2 separate regions of the Mus musculus genome follow, and region 2 is linked to region 1. Evidence: chromatin contacts called from public Hi-C data. All regions are on one chromosome and are shown on one strand. Each heading gives the region's core, a stretch centred on a gene start, on an enhancer-like site or on the middle of the called end of the contact. The rest is flanking DNA. Distances are from core to core; before and after follow the strand shown.

Region 1 (6,854 bases), core at 2,438-4,937:
TGACTCATTACAATGAGCATTTATTTGCAAATCAAGCTGTTTGGACAAAAAGGGTATATTGTGTGACACACAGTGACACACTTCAGCTTTCAGTGGCGAGATACTTTTGTTGTTGTTATTTTGTTTTTCTTTTCTTTAGTGGGGGTGATGGTGGTTGTGAGGGTAGAGGGCAGATATGGAGGGATGGGGAGATGAGTGGGATTGGGGTGTATGATGTGAGAATCTCAAAGCATCAATTTAAATAGTTATAAATCAATCAATCAATCAAACAAACTCTTCTATCTTTCTCTGTAAAATACAAGTGGCCCTGTTCTTTCTGTGACATTGTTGAATCTGTAATCTAGAAGGTCTCATTACATAACCAACTGCAGTTAGCTGTGTAGCTAGGAGCTACTCTACTGCAGCCTGAGGCCTCTGGAAGGGTATGTATCTGGTTCCTACTGCCAGTATCTGCTACCAGAACACCAAAAGCAACTGTAGCAGGAGAAGGGGGACAGCATCAGTGTCAAAGGTCAAGACAGACAGGACTTGGTAAGGATCGAAGGTGAACTCATCGGCATCAGAAGAGAGTGGGCATGTACATCAGGAAAGAGACTTCCCTAACAGTCTGACTCCCCAGAGATGTTCATTTCTAAAGAACCGTGTATGCCTATGATGAGATATGGTTCTCTCTGGAGAGTCCCCTCCACATGCCACCCTAGCAGATACAGTGGACACCCTTTCATAATATTCTAAATCAGAGACATCATACTGGCCTTTACTGGAGCAAGAAAGCATACCAATTCTCATGGAGCCGGACTAGCAATCTCTTCTAAGACTAAGGGGGGTTTTGCTTTTGTTTTTTTGTTGTTGTTGTTTGTTTGTTTGTGTGTTTTTGTTTTGGATCCTAGAATGTTCCAGAATGCTCAGTGGTGATAATCCTTCTTGCTTTGTTCTTATTATTTGTGCATATTTCAGGAATATGTATCTGACTGCCTGGGCTAGTCTTCTATATTTTTTTTTCTTTTGCTGGCATCTACTTCTTGACTTGTTTATGTAAGCTTACTTGGCAGCAGGCCAATTGCTACCTGATTACACACACACACACACACACACACACACACACACACACACACACACACACACACACACCACTTTATCTTTCTTCCCCCGTTCCTTAACTGATCTTGCTTACCGTGTGGCCTGGCATCACAGACATAGCCCTGTCACCCGTGTTTGTCAGATGGTCTCTTTACTGGTTTTATCTACACTCTACACGGGTGTTTGCCAGCCCACAGGCATAGCGTTTCAGGCAGTGACTATGCCGGCTGGGAAATAAATGCCATGCCCTGAAGGCTGTGGGGCAGGGAACCAAATAAAATTTCAGTCCCCTGTTGTGGCTTTGGTGATTGAGGGGGAAGTTGCCTTGCTCCTGCCTAGTGGCAGGACTGAGAAAGTATTGTCTTCCGGTATGGCTGTGTTTCCGAAAATCCTAATCCTGGGAGAAAGTGGGTGCCATTAACACAAAGTGTTGATGACACTCTAACATAATAATTAGACTCTCTTAGACAAGATTATCTCAAGTCTAGATGGATTTAATTTTCTTCTAATTCCCTGTGCTGTTTCCCGTGTTTTATGAGAGGCCGACAAACACTTGTATTTTTCCCTTTAGAAACTGTCAGCCCCCTGGTTGCTAAATGCACTTGTTCTTGGTTTTGTTCAGAAGCTCAAACCAGAAAAAAAAATCAGCTATCCAGACTTATTTGCAGCCCTTCTAATGATGTTTGATGCTGATCATAATAAATCAAAAGCACTGTGAGATCCCGACCGCAGTGTTCTATGATACAGAGGGAAAGCATGGTCTGACCCATTTTCATGAGAATACTGGGGCTTTGGGGTTTATTTGTTGGATGCATGCCTACTATGTGCAGGGCACGTGGTATGACCTAGGGAACTGGCACGAATAACCTATTCAAGAAAATTCCTTTGTTGGTATGATGGTCATAAGTGCTAGTGGCCACAGCTTAAAGAGGAAAGTCGTTTGTTTCCTAAGAAAGGGAGAGATCAGCAACGTAGGATTTCAGATGAGGAGGGTCAGTCAAAACTGGAATTGGATGGGGGAGAGACGGGGGAAGCTCCACAAAGAGAAGAGAATTGACTGAGTACCAAAAACTGAGAGATGACATTGAATGTGCAGCACAGGCTCTGTGGAAAGAAGAACCACTGTGGGCCAAAGCCAAGAGCACGGGTGAAAGGCACGAGTGTTAGGTAAGCATGGGTGAACGGGACCGTGGGATGATGTCATCCTATTGCCTATGGAGGGTTTGAGTTGGGGGAAATAAGTCACTCTTCAAAAGGGTTAACCCAGAGAAAGGTACCAGGAACAGAACGGTCGGAAAGCATCACCACCAGCCAGAGAGGGTGAACTTTACATCCTTTGGAAAATGAGATTACGTGTCAACAGCTATTTAACCCAAAATCTGGAAATACAAAGCACCCATCTCCAGATGCTCCAGATAAAGGGAAGTTTGCTGTTAACTGGTGAAGTGTGGGGTAGGGAAAGGTTACACGTCCTGCAAGGTGACATCTCCGACCAAGCAGGAGACAGGAGTCTAAGCATCACAATGAATTACGCTCCAAGTTATAAACACTGCCACCTTTCACATTCTCTGCTTTACTTTAAGCAATTATTTGATTATACAGTATGAAAAGGTGACATTTCATTACGCTGGAGAGACCTAACATGCTCTGTAGGCAGGGGAACCCGAGAAAGAGCCCGGTGACAGTTTTCAGCTCGGGGATGGGCTTCAGTACCACTGTTATCATCTAGGGATGTGTCCTGCACAGCTCAGAGATGTGAGGAACATAGATGCAGCTGCCGCCAGTTTAACTCTTGGATTTCTGAATCTGGTCCAGACGCTGAGTTTGGAATAATAAAAACCTTTAAATGAGTGTACTATGTGAGTGAATAATAATAAACAAATCAATAGAAATGGCAGCAATATTGTTTAAAATAGGCACACAGAAAGAGGGGGAGGGGGAGGGAGAGGGGAGGAGAGGGAGAGAGAAGGGAGACAGAGAGAAAGACAGAGAGAATGATGGGGGGAGGGAGTGAGAACAAGGGGTGCTCTTTCCAGAGTAGGCAATTATGGTGGTTAGAATCCTCCTTAATTGTTTCTTCACATTAGTTTGAGAGTCAGGAACTCTCCTTGAACCTGAGGCTGGTGACCTCGGCTAGACTGGCCTTGGGATATTCTTGTATCCACCCCTCCTCAAGATACTACCTGCTGCCTCCTTCCCAGCACTGAGGTTGTAAATGTGCAATGTTCTGCCTGGCTGGCTCTTGTGTGGGTGCTGGCAATCCAGCCTCATGTTCCTATGCTTATACCTTATGCTTAACCCACTGAGCCGTCTCCATAAGAGTATTATATGTTGTGTTTGATTAGCACTTCCTCTGGTAATCCTCTTTTCCTTTGCATTCCTTTTCTGCTCAATATGTCTCCTTTTTCCACCGGAACAATTTTCAACATGAGGCCCTAAGGTACCAGCTCCCCCTTTTTTTTAGTAGATTCCCCAACTAACTGGTTAATCTCCTACTCTCTCATTACATTCTCCTCTAATGACGATAGGTAGTAACTGTCTCCAGAGACATCCTACCAACATTTATATTCCTTCCAAATTAGAAGAGAAGGCATCTCTCCAGATCATAAAGAATACATTTATTTTAAGGTACAGTGGAGAGAACACACAGAAATTAAAGTGTGTTTAATGAGAGCCTCTGCTAGCTTGTAGAAATTTTAGCTCCGTGGGCTGCTAGCTCTGATTTTCGTAGCCACAGTTCCATTCCCTTGGCCTTGGCATTAGGTCACAGGACAACTCGGGAGTTATCAGTTCAGAGGCAGAAAAAATTAAAAATTCACATCTTATCTCTGGCTCTGAATATTTTGTTTGGGGGAATTGTCGTTTTAGGTTTGGTTGGTTGATTATCTACTGTTTATTTTCCAGACAGAGTCTGTGTAGTCCAGGCTACCCTTGAACCCTCCCAATCTTTCTGCAGGCATCTCTTGAGTGCTGAGATTACAGTCACGCACCACCATGCTATGCCCTCTTGCTATGACCTTCTATGTCTCGTGCTTTCTTCTCTTTTCTCACTTACTTCTGTCCTCTCCTATTGTTCCACTTCCCTCTCTCCATTTCCTCCTCTCTCTCTCCTTTTCCTCCTCCTCCTCTCTCTCCTCTACTTTCCTTCCCTCTCTCCTCTGCATCCCTCCCCTCTTTTCCCAGCCTTTCTACCTCCATCTCTTATTTTCTTATCTGAGCATCATGCTCTTCATCTTTCAATTGTCTTTAGACTCTTGGCTCTTTTTTTCTGTGCCTGCTGGTCACAAGCTGGGCTCTTAGATCAAGAACCCACATGCCTAAGGATTATGAAATCCCCAGTCCTTACTTTGAATTCATAAAATTGGTTCTCCTAAGCACAAGCATTTGACATGCACATTCATACAGGGAACTCTAGAGGCCATGTCTCATTATCTTCCAGGTTTTATGTGACCCTTGACAAGGATGAGCTCGGCGGCTTTATCTACCCTGTGAAGGAGGCATTAAATCCATGTCACAGAAAACAAAATATAACTTCTGCCCAGTGAGATCAAGATCCTCGATGGTAGACATCAGAACTAAACCTCACTTCTCCTGCCCTGTTGCTGTCTTAACTGTTCTGATCTTAGTGCTTGTATAAGCGGGGTTGCACCTAAGTCAAATCAGACTAACGAACAAGATTCTATGAACTATTGTAAAGGCTGGAATCTTGAGAGTAGGGTACCTGTGGGGGTAGCTCATTTATTTATTTATTTATTTATTTATTTATTTGTTTATTTATTTATTTATTTATTTATTTATTTATTTATTTATTTAAAATTTTTCTCTATATAGCCCTAACTGTCCTTGAACTCACTCTGTAGACCAGGCTGGCCTCCAGCTCAGAAATCTGCCTTCCTCTGCCTCCCAAGTGCTGGGACTAAAGGTGTGCACCATCACTGCCCGGCTTTTTATGTATGTGTACTTGTCTATGTGCATCCATGCATATGGGGGATAGGGTACCAGCAAAGGCCAGCAGAGGGCATCAGATCATGAACTGGATTTATAAGTGATTATGAGCTGTCAAGTGGGTGCTCAGAACTGAACTCCCGTCCTCTGCAAGGGTAACACGTGCTCTTAATGTCTGATCCATCTCTCCAAGACCCGGGATCGAGTTCTTGCAGAGAATGTTCTACGGAGAGAAGACTTCTTGCCATAGCCTCATCTGACAGGAAGATAGCAAAACCTTGGATTTGGTGTGGCTTGGATAGTGTGGCTTCAACACATGACACGAACATCCATCCCACTGAAGTTTGTAGAATTTCTAGAATCTGCAAAGTTGACAGCTCATCCCGGGCTCCAAAAGAAGCCAAGGCTTGTGAGATCTGCCATTTGGCCTAGCGATGGGATATGTCCGTCATCTCCAATACAAAGGAATTTATTAGGAGAAAGATTAAAGAGGCCAAGGCTTCGCAGTGAAGTAAGTGATTTGAGAGGGAAAGTGGAGCATCTGTGGTTATTTGGGGATTTTTTTTTTCAGCAGCAAGAAACAGAAAAGGATTCTTTCTGACTTGAGAGAGCGGTCAAGGAGGGTGAGAGGAGAGAGGCTGATTAGAAGAATAAGCAATAGAATCCAAAATCAAAAAAGTTCAGGTGTGGTGACTCAAAGAGAATAGACCCCACAAGCTCATATGTTCAAATGCTTGGTCCCCGGTTAGTGGTTCTCTCTCTCTCTCTCTCTCTCTCTCTCTCTCTCTCTCTCTCTCTCTCTCTCTTCCTCTCTCTCACTCTTTTTCTCTCACTCTCTCACCCTCTCTCGCTCTTGCTCTCTCTCTTGTTCTCCCTCTCTCTCCCTCTCTCCCTCTCCCTGTCTCTTTCTCTCTCTCTCTCTCTTCCCAATCTATCCCCTGCTCCCTCTTTCTCTCTCTCTCTCTCCCTGCCACAGATATGAGTTTTTAGAGTTCTCAACCACTACTCCATTATTATGCCTGCCTCCCTCCTGCCATGTTTCCACCATGATGATTATGAATGCACCCTCTGAAACTGTAAGCAGGCTGTCAGTTAAATGCTCCCTCCCCAGGCCACACCCTCAGTGGTTCAATATCAGTTGTCCTCTAGTAAACCACTAAGGGAAAGTAGCTTTTTGGAATAATAGCCTTCTGTCAATCTAGGAAATTGAATCACACAGTTTTTATTACAGTGGTTCTTTTTTTTATTATTAATTTATTTACATTCCAAATGCTGTCCCATCCCAGTGACCCCCTCACAGAGTTCCCCACCATTCTCCCTCCCATTTCACCTCTGAGAGGGTGGGGCCCCCTTGGGTATCCTCTACCCTGGTGCATCAAGTCTGCAGGATTAGGCACTTCCTCTCCCACTGAGGCCAGGCAAGGCAGCCCTCTGCTACTTATGTGCCTAGGGCCTCGGTCTGGCCTGTGGATGCTCTTTGGTTTGTGGCTCAGTCTCTGAGAGTTCCCAGGGGTCCAGTTGACACAGTTGGTCTTCCTGTGGGGTTCCTTCAGGGCCTTCAATCCTTCTTTTTATAAGTTCCCTTGGTCACAGCATCTCTTCAATAGAGGCACCATGCTCTGATGCCCATCAATAGGACAGTTGCCGATACACCAGGTAATACACACTTTGGGATACCTTGGCTTCAGTTTCTTTCTCTCCTGCTAATGTTTCCAAGCTCAGGAGAGAACCCAGTGGGAACATTATGATGCCTGTCTCACTAGTATCATAGCTGCAAAGTGGTTGGGAATGCCAAGCTAGCTCTCTTGCTTCTCCTTCCAAGCGATTAA
Region 2 (6,854 bases), core at 2,743-5,242, 330 kb before region 1:
CTTGCCTAGGATTAAGGAGCGTTAGATGCCCATTAACTCAGCTAATGTATTTGCATACAGCACTTGATTAGCAATTGCATTGATGGAGAACTTTAGGGTATATGAACCCACTATCAAAGTGATGCAGGCTCAGTGGCAGAGATCAGTTTATCACCTAGTCCCTTCATGCCAAGTATCTGACTAATCCGTGTAACAGGGTAGAAGATGCTAGCAGCATCAAAGTCTAGAAATGTCAGTGGAACCAACTATGTAGACCAGAGGATGGTTTACACCGTGACAATGTGTGGGCCTCATCACTTAAGACTCTTAAAACAAAGTGTTAGGAAATGACGCTAGGATGCCAAAATGGCTCAGTGGGTGAAGTGCTTGCTGCCAAATCTGCAGACCTGAGTTCAGTCTCCAAGACCTGCATGTTGGAAGGAGAGGAACCAATACCTACAAGTTGTTCTTTGACCTCCAAAAGTATCCTATGATATGAATGTTCCTACACACACACACACACACACACACACACACACACACACACACACACACACCTGATTCTGTTCAAACTGGAAAGGACAGAAAGCACGTGTCTTTGAATGACAAAAGCCATGCTACTTACATAAACAGATCGGACAGCTGTCCACATCATCCTGATGTAGGGGAATTTCTAGAAAACCATCATCTTCTGAATAAATGCTACTGAAAATCCGTTCCCCACTATGGTCATGGTCCTGGAACCACACAGCCCCATTGATCAAGCATCTGTTGGATGTACAGAAAAAAAGAGAGAATGCAACATAATTAAAAATAGCTGACCTATAAAACAGTGACATTAAAATTCAGCTTTGTTTTTATATGAAACACAATATACCAAATATTTTATGAACTCAACCAGCTAAGGGGAAAGGGCTTAAAAGTCTCAAATAAAACACTATCGATCAAACCAGGTTGGTTAAGTTAAAATATAGAGATGAAAGAAACCAAGAAGCAGCAGTCAGTGGTGATTCATCATTGCTATATCGGTATTTCCTGAGCTGTGGGCTTCAGATGCTCGACATTAGTTAATTTAACAGGGATGGGAATTTTTAATTTCAATAATCATTTATCTATTTAGATATCTGTCTTTCACTTTAAGCAAATAACATAGCTCATATTTACAGTATGATATGAAAAATTTTAATATATATGGCATTTTAAGGAGGACAGTATTTCAATGCTTAAACTCTAAGCAGTATAGTTGGTACACCTACATTGCAAAAGCGTTGCAGTGGGTGGCTCAGTGCACAAAAAATGTTATGCTGGTTGCACAAATCAGAAGGAACTGAATTTGGATGCCTGAAACCCACAAAACAGGATGGTCCTAGCATCTTTGTGTGTGTGTCCAGCACTAGGTAGGTAGGTGGATCAGTGGGGACAGGTGAACCCCTACAGCTCTTTGGCCAGAGAGTCTAGCTAAGTTGGCAAGTTGGCAAGGGCCATGTTTAATGGGAGACCCAATATCAAAAGCTAAGCTGGGAAATCATGAAAGAGTATCCCCAAGCTTCATCTCTGGCCTTCACACTCAGACTCACAGGCCCACATAGGAACACCACATACACATGAGAGCAACTAGAACTAGGCCGGCCCTGCTTCTCACTGCAGTGTCCAGGTCACAACATTCAAAGCTGGCCCGCTCTGCCTTCCTTTCCCAGCCCTCACCTCTCTCCACTCAGACTACATTCCAGGATAATTACAACCAACCTCCCTCAATATCCCTGGGATCTCTCTCTGGTCCATCTTTTTTGTACCTCAGTTTCTTCATCTATCAAATGGGGAGAGTAACAGTGCCTTCCTTTAAATTGTTGCTGTAAGCATCAAATGAGTTTTAGTTCATGGGAAATTCTTAATATAGTACCTGTCATGTACCAAGGTTTATCATAAATGTGTCCACTATGATTGCATTTGAACACAGTTTAAACAAATGATACAACTGAATCAGATTCTAGAAAAGAAGAAAATGACCCCTTATACACATAGAAACACACACTAAGAACAAATTCAATTTGGTCTTGAACCAAGACCAAAGCTAGGAAGCAGCAAATGAAATTGTTCATGTACTTGATGATGACTGAACAAGCCACCATGAGGACATGTGGCTCTATTCTCCACATTTGAGAGGCAGAAGCCAGAAGATCAGCAGTCCAAGGTCATCCTTGGGTATGTAGCACATTCCATGCCAACATAGGTTACTTGAGACCCTGTCTCAAAACAAACAAACAAACAAACAAACAAACCCCCAAATTGATAATGAGCATCCTTTCTCCTGTCATTCTGAGATGACTTCTGGGAAACAGGATATAGTTGAGGGATTGATCACTTGTCTAGTATTTTTGAGGACCTAGGTTTGATATGACTTTTTGCTCATGGACTTTCACAGTTCAAATACTAATGAGTAGCAAGATCATGGCAGATCAAGTCTCCAGCAGTCCGAGGGCTACACAGAGTCACGGGAGTATTGGAAATACTGTTTAGACTAAGCATTCTGTGGCCTCTCAGTAGCCTTTCAATAGCAGCCGAAGCACATAAGGAGGCACACCTATTTATGAAACCTCAGAGCGTGTCCTTGTGCTCTTTGATATACTTGGATCCTGTTTCATTGTAATAAACCACAACTTTGTGGTTGGTCATAAAGGACTCCCCTTTATGGCTTCTTCCATCTGCGGTGGATAGACCGGCTTATAACCATAAAGGAATTCCTTCCACAGGAGAACATTGTTTAATGATAAAAGACAAAGCCAGATTCAGGGTTGCATATAAAGGAAATGTTGGCGAAGAGGGAGACTGAGTTACAGCAACACCTGATACGTACATAGTGTTTTGTGGCCCACAGACATTAACATTCCCACAGTGTGACTGGGCATGAGCTTTGGCTCCACCCTGGAACCTCTGGGGAGTGCTAACTCTCAGATTCTACCAGGAAGCTCTAGAGATGAAGTCCGGTCATCCGAGGCTTAACCTATAAAACCCAGGGATGGTTTATAACAGACATTTCTTTTCCCGGGGGGAAGTATCTGTTTAATAGATACTTAAGCTGCTGCGCTGCTTCTGTCCCCTACTCTCATTTTATCTCCCAGCCATTAAGCTTTAAAAGAAGACCAAATCTTTATCCTTTCATAAAGGAGAGAAGAAAGCCATCAGCCCAGCAGGAAAGAGTTAAGACCTGTCCCAGTGGCTCTAGGAGACTCTAAGTGGCCCACAGAAGATGAATGCACCAAGCACTCTTCTAGGGATTGGCAGAGACCAGGGGAGGGCAGTTTTGAACAAAACTGACCCCTTCCCTGGCTTCAGGGAGCTCATTTCCTGGTGGGCGGGGCTAGGGAGCTAACACATGAGCAAATGAATGAATATAATACCAAGTGCTCTGGGAACCGTGAGCCAGGATGCGGTGGCTCTGAGCCATATGGTCCCAGCCTCAAAGGGCCTCCTGGAAATGCGATTATTCATAGAGAAAGTTGCTACTTGTATGTGTACCAATTGTGAAACATTATTTGGGGAAAGTTTAAACCATGACTGACTTCAAGTAAACATTTAATTTTTTAAAATTATGCCGATAGACCCTCTGCTGAAATTTTATAAAGCTGTTGTGCCGAGACTTCAGGCACATTCCTACCCATGGAACGGAGCAATGTGGTGTTAATATTTGATCTCCTTTTGTTGTTATGCTGTGGCTAGCCCATAGAGAATGAGATGAATTTTTGTAACCATTTCAATATTTATGCTTGCGTTTCCCAACAAAGCATGAATGTTCATTGTTCACTACGAGCTATGTATGGTAAGTTGCCTCTCTAATCTGCTGTCATAAGCGAACATGACATCTTTTGGCTTTCTTTCCTGACTGTTAATTATGGCAATTATGTCACTTTTTTACTTGTCCTCACTTGACCCTGTAGCATCCCAATGTGACCTTACACAGGGACGTGGTGCAGATGGATATAAAACAGGAAGTTCTCTGTCTGTTTTTAGATCATAGATGTGATCTGTGTGTCCTATAGGAAAGATGGGACATCTAAAGGTTAAATTGGCTCCTAGCACTTAAGGATTCAGATTTCTGTAGAATTCTGGATTTCAGAATCTTCTAAATATCAGAGAGAGCAGCAGCAGCAGCGGACTATCGCCCTTCTGGAGCTAAGGAGAGCAGTCTCCTTTGGCTGCACTACACGTTCTCCATTTCCACCCCTGGAGACACTGGAGAGTCATCTCCAAGAACAGAGAAGATTTCAGAAAGCACCCATTCCTTGTTTAAGAGCTAAAATGTGTGCCTTGGGAAAGGGCACACTGGGATTAAGGGGTACCCAGTTTATCTGGCCTTTTGGTGCCTCCCTGCAGTTCATCTTGAGGTCTCTAGAGGGCGACTGAGACTTCTGTGCTATGTCTTCGAAGTCTGAACCACCTCAGTCTGTAATACACTAAGTCTCCCATTTCACCTTAGAAAACAATAGACACTGGGTGAAGGCCCCTCTATTTCTCAGGCAACAAAATATAGAAACAATATGCCACCATTTAACACCTTAAAGCGTTGCAAGAGGATTTGGAGTGATCCAAAAGTACCAGTGGGCCCAGAGGAGAAGGCTTCAACCAAGAGTAAGGAGGGCTCAAAAAGGTATGTTGGTGGGGAGTAAGAGAAAGAAGTGTAGAATTAAAAACAAACAGACAAACAACAGAAAAATAAATAAAAACAAAAACCCCACTCCCCTTAGAATAGGAAAATGCCGTCACATCTTAAATGTAAAATGAAAAAAAAAAAACTGACAGCGATTAAGGGAGGAAGGGAGAGAGAGAGAGAGAGAGAGAGAGAGAGAGAGAGAGAGAGAGAGAGAGAGAGAGAGAGAGAGAGTGTGTTAGTTCAGCGCTCCAGATAGAAAGGAAGAAGGTAATGGCATTAATTGCTTGTATATTTGTGCAAGTTCTAAATAAGGATGTGAGGGGAGGGCCTAGTCTCTCTCTGTTCCAGGAAAGTGGCATTTTAGATTCTCCCACATCCTACTCCTGAAGTTAGAAGCATTCCATCTCAGAGTGGAACTGGTTCTTCAGAGAACCACAAGGATCATGTAGCCACATTTCAGAGCACAGACAAATCCATCCCGACTGGCTTTTCTGCAGTCTGTGAGAGTCTGGCCTTTACCCCCCTGTGCTGTCAGCATGCAGTCAGCTTTAGTCTAAGTCCGCAGACATAGGTGAAGGACTCAGTCATAGAGACCCCTGCATCAGAGGCTAAGAGAAAAATCAAGGCGAATGTGACAGCTCACTCTCTCTCTCTCAAGGACTGTGTGCACTTAGCAGAAGGGATAAGAAGGTCAAGAGGCAGGGAAGACTATGAGGAGCATGCTGCAATGAGATACTCCCTGGACATGGCCCCTGCTCTTACCAAAGTTCTAGCTCAGCCTGCTTCCAAGTGTGGGCGGAGCTTGGAGATGCAGGAATGGGATAAGCCAGAAGAGATGGGGGCGTAGCTTAGAGATGCAGGCATGGGCTAAGCCAGAAGAGATGGGGGCGGAGCTTGGAGATGCAGGAATGGGATAAGCCAGAAGGGATGGGGGCGGAGCTTAGAGATACAGGCATGGGATAAGCCAGAAGAGATGGGGGCGGAGCTTAGAGATGCAGGCATGGGATAAGCCAGAAGAGATGGGGGCGGAGCTTAGAGATGCAGGCATGGGATAAGCCAGAAGAGATGGTGGCGGAGCTTAGAGATGCAGGCATGGGATAAGCCAGAAGAGATGGGGGCGGAGCTTAGAGTAGCAGGCATGGGATAAGCCAGAAGAGATGGTGTGCTGCTGCTTTTGAGATGAACTTGTACGATGAACTCCTCTCTTGGATTACTCTTTCTCCGTCTCATATTCCTTGATCTGAAGAAAGCTCACCATACTGTTGCAGAAAAGCTCTCTCACATGAGGAAGAGCTCTGGTCTCTGACCAACAGCCAACAAGGATCTGGGGCCTGCCAGGTGCCATTTTCCAAGCCGCCCAAAAATCTGACTGTGGGTTTAGTTACAACGTCCAACCTGCGGATCCAGCCAGGCTGCACCTGGATTTCTGGCCCATGAAAACTATGATTTAAAAAAAAAAGTAGCCGGGCACACGCCTTTAATCCCAGCCCTTGGGAGGCAGAGGCAGGCAGATTTCTAAGTACATGGCCAGCCTGGTCTACAGAGTGAGTTCCAGGACAGTCAGGGCTACAGAGAGAAACCCTGTCTCAAAAAACCAAAAAATAAATAAATAAATAAATAAATAAATAAATAAATAAATAAATAAATAAATAAATAAATAAAGTGTTTTCTTCGAATGCATTTTGTGGTGAAAATTTCACAAAGTCATAGATAATAAATGAAAAGGATTTAGAGAATAAAATGACATTTCTGATTTTAAAATTGTGGAAGGATTTGAGACTATGATTTTAAATTGGTCTTCATGAGGCAGGTCACAATGGATAGAGAGTACTATTACAGCCAGAGGTAATGGAAGGTGAAGTGTGTTTTTATTCATAGGATAATAGGCTTTCTGACTTGTCCTAATGGTAGGTACAAACAAGAGACTAGAGAATGACCTTTAAAGAACCATTGGCCCTGGAGGCCATTAAAGGCAAAGAGAGCCTGGATGAAAACTCAAGAAGCAATCAGAAACTATGGAGTCATGAGAAAACCAGATGTAATTATGGCTTTTATTTAGAGTATGTATCTACTAGCTTTGAGGGACTGAGATGACCACTCTCGTTATCTAGGACCCATGGACAAACACTGGGCATAGGGAGCAGAGACGAGGATCAGGGAGAACGAATCAGGACCATATCAGAAGAGACAAAGCCCGAGCTCTGGACGCCAGGATGAGCACGGGGCA

What was found. Hi-C and Micro-C count contacts between places; a contact is called where the count stands out from the background.
Region 2: a contact with region 1 is called in a Hi-C map of cerebral cortex, with 2.2 times the contacts expected there. The contact joins two enhancer-like sites. A contact is called at or near these places in 4 of 484 Hi-C or Micro-C datasets (cerebral cortex, embryonic stem cells and nephron progenitors) and 2 of 115 datasets of contacts at active chromatin or transcription factors (VIP interneurons and double positive thymocytes).

The regions. Positions count from the first base shown.
Region 1 is chr6:135,497,029-135,503,882 of GRCm38.p6, reverse strand. No RefSeq gene overlaps it. Among named protein-coding and RNA genes, the nearest start is that of Gm25136, 26 kb to the left of the region's middle. Within about 2 kb of position 3,687, at least 5 of the 459 cell types and tissues checked have an H3K27ac peak or open chromatin away from gene starts, as enhancers often do. A contact at or near this core is called in cerebral cortex, where this site is marked.
Region 2 is chr6:135,825,664-135,832,517 of GRCm38.p6, reverse strand. All of the region lies in intron 6 of Grin2b (glutamate receptor, ionotropic, NMDA2B (epsilon 2)), which reads left to right. Among named protein-coding and RNA genes, the nearest start is that of Gm14330, 23 kb to the left of the region's middle. Within about 2 kb of position 3,992, at least 17 of the 459 cell types and tissues checked have an H3K27ac peak or open chromatin away from gene starts, as enhancers often do. A contact at or near this core is called in cerebral cortex, where this site is marked.